2 separate regions of the Canis lupus genome follow, and region 2 is linked to region 1. A link is a contact called in public Hi-C data. All regions are on one chromosome and are shown on one strand. Each heading gives the region's core, a stretch centred on a gene start, on an enhancer-like site or on the middle of the called end of the contact. The rest is flanking DNA. Distances are from core to core; before and after follow the strand shown. Region 1 holds the start of EIF3E (eukaryotic translation initiation factor 3 subunit E). Region 2 holds the start of EMC2 (ER membrane protein complex subunit 2).

The links. A called contact is a pair of places that touch in the nucleus more often than the background predicts.
Region 2: a contact with region 1 is called in a Hi-C map of blood, with 2.5 times the contacts expected there. The contact joins the promoter of EMC2 here to the promoter of EIF3E in region 1. A contact is called at or near these places in 3 of 9 Hi-C or Micro-C datasets (amygdala and blood).

The regions. Positions count from the first base shown.
Region 1 is chr13:9,107,878-9,111,511 of UU_Cfam_GSD_1.0, reverse strand. It overlaps EIF3E (eukaryotic translation initiation factor 3 subunit E), which reads left to right and starts at 1,460. Exons shown (of 13, transcript XM_038555335.1): 1 at 1,460-1,618. The coding sequence starts at 1,529.
Region 2 is chr13:9,288,874-9,292,897 of UU_Cfam_GSD_1.0, reverse strand. It overlaps EMC2 (ER membrane protein complex subunit 2), which reads right to left and starts at 1,519. Exons shown (of 13, transcript XR_005368539.1): 1 at 1,471-1,519. It overlaps LOC102154667 (a long non-coding RNA gene), which reads left to right and starts at 1,679. Exons shown (of 6, transcript XR_005368537.1): 1 at 1,679-1,798; 2 at 2,039-2,230.

The DNA of each region.
Region 1 (3,634 bases), core at 211-2,710:
GACACAAAAGGCCACGTATTATATGTGTCCATTCACATGAAAGCTCTGAATAGGGAAATCTATAGAGACAGAAAATAGGGCTGGGGTAGAGTGAACAAGAAGAGGATATGAAGAAGATGAGGTTAGTGCAAGAGATAACAAGGCTTTGATAGCTTTAAGCATGTTTATTTTAAGAGTCACCCTGGCTTCTGTGGGAATAAATCACAGGTGGAAAAGAAGGGAAGCAAAGTAATTAGTGAAGAAGATACTGTAAAAACCAAAGCAAGACACGGTGGTGGTTTGGACTAGGGATGTGACTTTGGAGGTGGTGTGAACTGACTGGATCCAGACATGCTTCAGATGTCAAAAACCAAAGGGTTCGTTGGTGCATTCAGTGCAAAATGTAACAGAAAGAGAAAAGCCAAAGATGACTCCAAGGTTTAGGGTCTGAGCAAGTGGGCAGATGGAACTAGCATTCACCGAGACGGAGAAGAGGGCAAAAAGAGCAGGTTTTGATGAGCTACATGTGGGAGTCTAGTTTTGGACATGTTGATGTTGAGGTGCTGTGTAGCCAGCTAGATACATGTGAGCCTGCAGTTAACTAAAAGTCTGTGTTGGGGCTACAATTTAGGAGTTGTCCATGTATAGACTGCATTTAAAGCCATTAGGTTGAATGATATCAACTAGGGTATATCGACTTAGATAGAGAAGAGGTCCAAGACCCTGAGGCCCTCCAGAATGAAGAGGCCTGAAAGATGAAAGCGGACTGGCAAAGGAGACTTCAGAGCACCTGGAATAAAATCCACCTTCTTACCTTAATCATGACCTGGCCCTTCACATCGTCTTTGCCTCACTGTCTAGTCACACAGGATATTCAGCTTTTGGACTATACCAAGTCCTCTCCTGTGTCGTGGCCTTTCTGATTGCTAAGCCATCCACCACGCACGGTTTTACCCTGGCTCCAATTTTGTCGCCTCCTTCAGCCGCTACAAGCCTCCATTAAACTGCTACCCTGTGCTTCCTCCAACCTTCCTAAATGAATAGGTCCGGCCGACCACGCCCGACAGATCACGGATCTTAATTACCATCAAAAACTACTTCACTAGTTTCCTGCCTAGAAACCCGCCCACCTTAATGCAACCCACGACTACAAAACAAACACTACACGCCGAACGAAACCTCAGGTATTCATTCTTTCTCCCGTGCAACTCCCCGGAAAGCAGGGGCCTCATTATCTGGCCCTCTGCCACTTCCCGGAGAAATCGACAACCCCTTCTCAGTGTTTACTAGCGGAACGGATGGCCGCACGCCCGTCAACTCGCGAACGGAAGAAGGCGCGCCCGCGGCTCCGCCCGGCCTCACGGTGGCCTAAAGGAAGGGAGGACCCGCACGCATGCGCTATTGTTCTCTGAGCGCTTGGGGCTGAACGCCGCCCCCTTCCCCGGGCGTGGTTAACCACTGCGCACGCGCAACCCGGGCCTTGTCCGTTCGTTCGTCGACGCTATCAATAAAGTTTTAGTGAGTACAGACTTTCTTTTTCCTTGGCAAGATGGCGGAGTACGACTTGACTACTCGCATCGCGCACTTTTTGGATCGGCATCTAGTCTTTCCGTTGCTTGAGTTTCTCTCCGTAAAAGAGGTGAGGGGGGCTTTGGCCGCGAAGAAGCCGCGGGAGCGCGTAAGACGCCGGGCAAGGCCGAGAGGCGGTGGCGGTAGCCCTAGGCCTGACACACGTGTGAGGCGGCCGCGAGTTTGGTCCTGCGTGAGGCAGGAGCATCTGCGGGTAATTTAGCGCCGTCCCAGTTGGTTAGCACGGCAGAACTCGGTTGTGACAAGAATTGCGGGTTGAAGAGGTCTCTGCTTCACTGCTGGAGGGGACAGTGCCAGAGGGACTTCCGCGTCAGGTCCTCTCGGAAGTGGACCATTCGCCAGCTTCCAAGTAGTAACGCTTGCTTCTGAAAGCAAATTGTTGTGTAGGGAGATTTGGGGTTTTCTTTCGGGGACTATGGGGAAGGGTGTGCTTGGCTTTGTGTTTTTGTTTGCCAGATCTTTGGAATAATTTTCATACACTTAAAAACCAAGTCCTACTTTAACTTCCATAAAGTTGCGAGTCCTTCGCATAGTTTTCCCGGTCTTTCGAGAAGTATAGCCAGTTCTTAGAGCATGGCATATTTTGTCTGATGGGGCGTCCTTCTCCCCGACCCCTCAAAAAAAAAAAAAACTGGACAATTTTGTTTGTTTTTTACCTAAAAGTGGTTTTCCGGTGTATACAGACTAAGAGTAATTTGAAAGTTAACCTTCATTTAGCTACTCTAGGTACCTTGAATTATGTGGTTCTGATTCCTCATTTCAAAACGTCTCAATCCTGAAAGTTTTGAAATGTTGGTGTTAGTTCTACCTTGAGTTTGTTGGGAAATAGATACATAGTAATTATGATAAAGCAGTGTTACTATGATGAAGGGATTCGATTATTGGCCAGAAAAGTAAGTGAATCCTGTATCAGAAAGCAGGTTACAACATAAGTCTACATAGGGAACTCTAGACTTGGGAAGTATATTTGTGTGGCTCAACGACAATAAAACAGAAGAGCTCTGCAAATCAACATTAAATTGTTCTGATAACTTTTCAGATCTTGGTAGTTACTGTTCAGGTATAGTCCGCAAAATTATCTGTTCCTTTTCCAAACACATAGCAGGACTCTAAAGTTATGATGTTAAGGAGCAGCAAAGTTCATTTGATTTTTCTTTACCTAGCATGTAGTTACACCTATATATATATATATATATATTTTTTTTTTTTTTACACCTATATTTTTAGAGCTTGAATAAAACCGCCTATTCAGCCTTGTTTCCTTTTCTGGATGTGTGAGGATAATTCACTAAAAATGAAAGAATAGAAAAATGCCATATTAGAAATCCTTTATCAGCTACTTGTAGAAATGCTCCTAAACTAGCCAAAGTCCATATTCTTGTGATGTGGTCTTTATGTTTTTGTTTTACAAGGCAGGTAGATAAAAGGGAGGAATATGTGAAGGAAAATTAGTTTTTCATAAGGTAAGACCAAAACTATGAATGGCAGCTGAGAGTCATTGGAAAATAACTGCTCAGTACCTGCCATTTTGTAGAGAATGGGTGAGATGGCTGGAATACACTCAGAGGAAGAAAGATACTGGAGTATTTACTTAGCAGTTACTAAGTATAGGTCTGTCATGGAATTGTGTTAAATCTAGGATAAAACTCAGACCTCTCACCACTGAGAAACTTACCTATCCTTTAGAGGAGATAAAGGTCTATAATTACATACAATGCAAAAAGGGACAAAGGTAGAGAAGTACTGGCAGAGTGCTGTTAGAATTGAAAAGATTCTATTCTGTGGGCAAAAAGGACTTTGAAGATAGGTTTTTGTTTTTGTTGAGGATAGGTTTTTAAAGATTTTTTTCATAAGAGAGGCAGAGACATAGGCAGAGGGAGAAGCAAGCTCCTCAAGGGGAGCCCAGTGTGGGACTTGATCTCAGGACTCTGGGGCCATGCCCTGAGCTGAAGGCAGGCACTCAATCACTGAGCCACCCAGGCGTCCCTTGAGGATAGGTTTTAAGTTGAGTTTTAGATAGTTAGGATAAAGGCTGTGCTCATTATTCTTGAGAGTAACAGTTTGA
Region 2 (4,024 bases), core at 270-2,769, 180 kb before region 1:
TCCTCTTTACAATACCCAAGGGTAAGATCCAAGTTACCTACTAAATCATTACCTTATCTGCTAATAGGTCATATCTACTTGCTCCTATCATCTAAGAAACCGAATTGAACATACCTTCAAAGTAGCACTTTCTAAAAAGTATGAAATAATCGAAGAAAATTTTAAAAAGCATTAAAAGTAACAGCCACATATCTACCATCTGGCTTCCGAATATACAGTTGACAGAAGCCTTTTAAAACTATGTATTTTACAGGTCTGTCTTCTCCCTTAGACTGTGAATTCCCTAAAGGTAAGGACTGTGTGTTCCTTAATTTAATATACCCAAGATCTAGCACTAAGCAGCTAATACTTTTATTTAATAGAATGAACTCCCCCAATACAGGTAGAAATCCTGAGGTTACAGTGAGCTAGAGGCCACAAAACTAATGATAAATTACTGAATTCCGTTCAGGTATAAAGGAATTTTACCTTTTCCCACATATGTTTGCAATTTTGTAATATCTGAGAGAGACAGTCACCATCAAATGGCCAATATAACTTTCAGTCCACATGTTATCAGGTCACTGTTTAAGTATCTGAAGAAGGCATTCACTAAACAAATAAGCTATTAAAGCTACCGTTAAATAACGGGAAAAGAAATTTCAATTACACAACTATCATGCCTTAGAGAAACTCAAGGCTCTTAACCATGCTTCCCACTAAAGTTTTTAAGAACACAAAAATCTCTTGTAAAACGGGCTCAAAGTTTGGCTGCTTCCAGATTTAAAGAACACTCTCCCTTAAAGTAGAATGGGAAAAGAAGTCCATCACACTTGAGCATATACCTAAAATAACCAGTTCTTTTCCCCTTTCAGAAAAGGAATTACTGGCAGGAAGCAGAAAGAAAGTTGTGTTACGTGTCTAAGTGTGCTTTGAGGGGAATGGGGGAGCGGATATTGAAGAAGAGAAATGCGAGACCCAGTTTTGCAGAGAACGAAATGTAAAGTGGCACGTGGGAGGATCAATTTTGTTCACGGGTCTTCCACAGACCTTTAAAGCCCAGAGTCGTAACCCTCACACAGCTTAATGAAAGGCCTCGGAGGCCCTGTATTTCTCGGCTGCAGGGAAGCTTCGGCAGGGAACCACCCCGCCTCCTCCGCGCCTCCCAGCAGCCACACGACATGCGTGACGGCCCTCCCGTCTCAGAATGGAAGCCATCCTGGGCTACTGCACAGCGCGGCGGTACATGGGTCAGTCAGTCTATTGATGAGCACGGGCGGTGGGGAACACCACAGACTGCAATCGGCGGCCGGGCCAAGGAGAGGGTCAGCCTCAAAATCCACCTCGGCCACCTCCTCAGCTTGGCCGGTCCGGAGAGAGCTCCAGTGCAGAAGACAGACCAAAGAATCCAGGTCTCCGCCCGGCGGCACGTACTGCCGAACCGCTTCCCAGGGCTTTTGGTCTTTCCGCGCCCTCCCCGCCCGCAATTACCTTCCCAAGTGACATCGTAAAGCTCTGAGACCTTCGCCATCTTCTCAGAACCTAGAGGCAGGGAATGAGAGGGCGGGGAGACACCGTCACGTGACCTGCGACCGGGCGGTGGCGAACTGCGACGCCCTTTCTCATTGGTCGAGAGGGCCGGAGGGGGCGGGATCCGCCGCGCACGTGCACGCGGCCCCCTGGCAGGGAAGTTGGGGAAGGGGGCGGGGCGAGCGGAGCGGAGCGGAGCGGGCGGGGCGAGCTTGGCGGCTGGTGGCGTTCAGGGACTCTGAGGACGCCGTGACTTGAGGGCCGGAAGGTGAAGTCCGCCCAGGACGAGGTGACTTTTTTTACCAGGGATTTTTAGCAAATGCGGGTTGTTGTTTTTTTTGTTTTTTTGTTTTTTTTAATATGCGCCACTCCCGGCTTTTCATTTTTCCCTACGTAGGTGTATTCGTTTTCTTCCCACTCCCTAACCTTGTTCTCTTCATGCTCTGCTGCAATGTCACATCTGCTCCAGTCCTTTATTTGCCAGCTTTCCTCCTTCCGTAATGGGATTTGCTTTCCATTTTTCTTTTAGAATGTCCGACTAAACTGATGCACTCCAAAAATTTGTTTAAATCTCTCTGAGAGACTAAGCGAGATTCTGCCTTTACGCATTATGCTTGTGTGGCCGAGGACTGAGTAAATAAATGTTCACGTGAAGTCTTCTTGGCAACCTGGATCACCGTCTGCCATTCTAGATTTGAAAACTCGTAAGACCAGCCAACATGTAAATCCTTATAAATAAGTGAATGAATGAAATACGGAATAAATGTACAAAGGAGACCGTCCCAGTCCCTGCACTTGGCTCCTCCTCTACCACTTCACGGCGGGGAGCCTCCTTTCCCACCCTCACCCACCAAGCTATTTGCTTTCTGGAACCATTAGACCTAGTCTACTAGAGCTAGGGAGACGTGTCTGGAGTAGAAGAAAAGAAATTTAAATTCATATGCATATATTTAATATTTGAAACAATGGAAACATGAAATTGTAAAGGGAATATGTAAAATGAGGAAAGAAGGCAAAAAATTTCTACATTATAGCCATAGTTAAGGAACAATGAAGAGGCAATCAAGATAGGGAGAAAGGAGGGTCATATCCCACAAGCCAGGGGAGTAGAATTTAAAAAAGTAAAAGGAACTATCAATAGCATCAGCCACAGAGAAGTTACATAAGGACAGAAAAGACTATTGAACTTAGAAACTTGGAATCGATTCTGAATGAGCTTCATTCTCTGCAAACTTAACAGACCTTTTAGAAATTCTTCATTCAAAAAAATTAAAAACCTTCCACTCAGAAATTCATGTATTCTAATGCTTCAAGAAAACAATAGAACGAACACGAACTCTATCAGACAGATTTGAACCCAAACTCCAATATTTAGTAGCTGGTTGACTTTTGGAATGTATATCTCTGAGCATCCCATTTGCTCATGTATAAAAAGAAGCTAATTATAGTTATATAAAAAGAAAAATACCTACTTTGAATTGTTATCAAAATTAAAAGAGATATTGCATGGCACTCCCATGGAGGTACCAGTCCTTTGGCTATAAATACTACTTATATGCTGATGACTCCCAAATTCTCCTCTGAGACCCAGTTCTGCTTTCTTGACATATTCACTTAGATAGCTAATACACATCTCCAAGTTAACATATCCCAAACAGAATTCTGGATTCCTTCCACCACACCCCCCAAATAGGCTTCCCCACTGCAGTTGATGAAACTATCCACTTAGTTGCACAAACTAAAATTCTAGGAAGTATTGTCGATTCTCCACCTCCTATATGTAGCCTGTCGGTAAATACTGTATTGTACTTCCAAAACTTTTTCCAAGTCTACTTGCATCTCCACTGGTACTACTTCAGTCTAAGCCACAACCATCTCTCACCTTACTGACTGTAATAGCCTCTTAACTATGTTAGTTTCATTCTAGCTGTATAAAATCTATTTTCTATACTAGCAGCCCTACTGTCTTAAAAAAAAAAAAAATCAGACCACAGAAGTCCTTTGCTTATGGCTCTCAAATGACTCCCCCAGGCAATGAAAGTATACTCTAAACACTACCTCAGTTTATAGGGCTTTACTCAGTGTGGCTCTCTCCTACATCTCTCACCTCATCTACTATTCTTTCTTTTTTTTTTTTTTTTTTATTGGTGTTCAATTTACTAACATACAGAATAACCCCCAGTGCCCGTCACCCATTCACTCCCACCCCCCGCCCTCCTCCCCTTCCAACACCCCTAGTTCGTTTCCCAGAGTTAGCAGTCTTTACGTTCTGTCTCCCTTTCTGGAATTTCCCACACATTTCTTCCCCCTTCCCTTATATTCCCTTTCACTATTATTTATATTCCCCAAATGAATGAGAACATACAATGTTTGTCCTTCTCCGACTGGCTTACTTCACTCAGCATAATACCCTCCAGTTCCATCCACGTTGAAGCAAATGGTGGGTATTTGTCATTTCTAATAGCTGAGTAATATTCCATTGTATACATAAACCACATCTTCTTTATCCATTCAT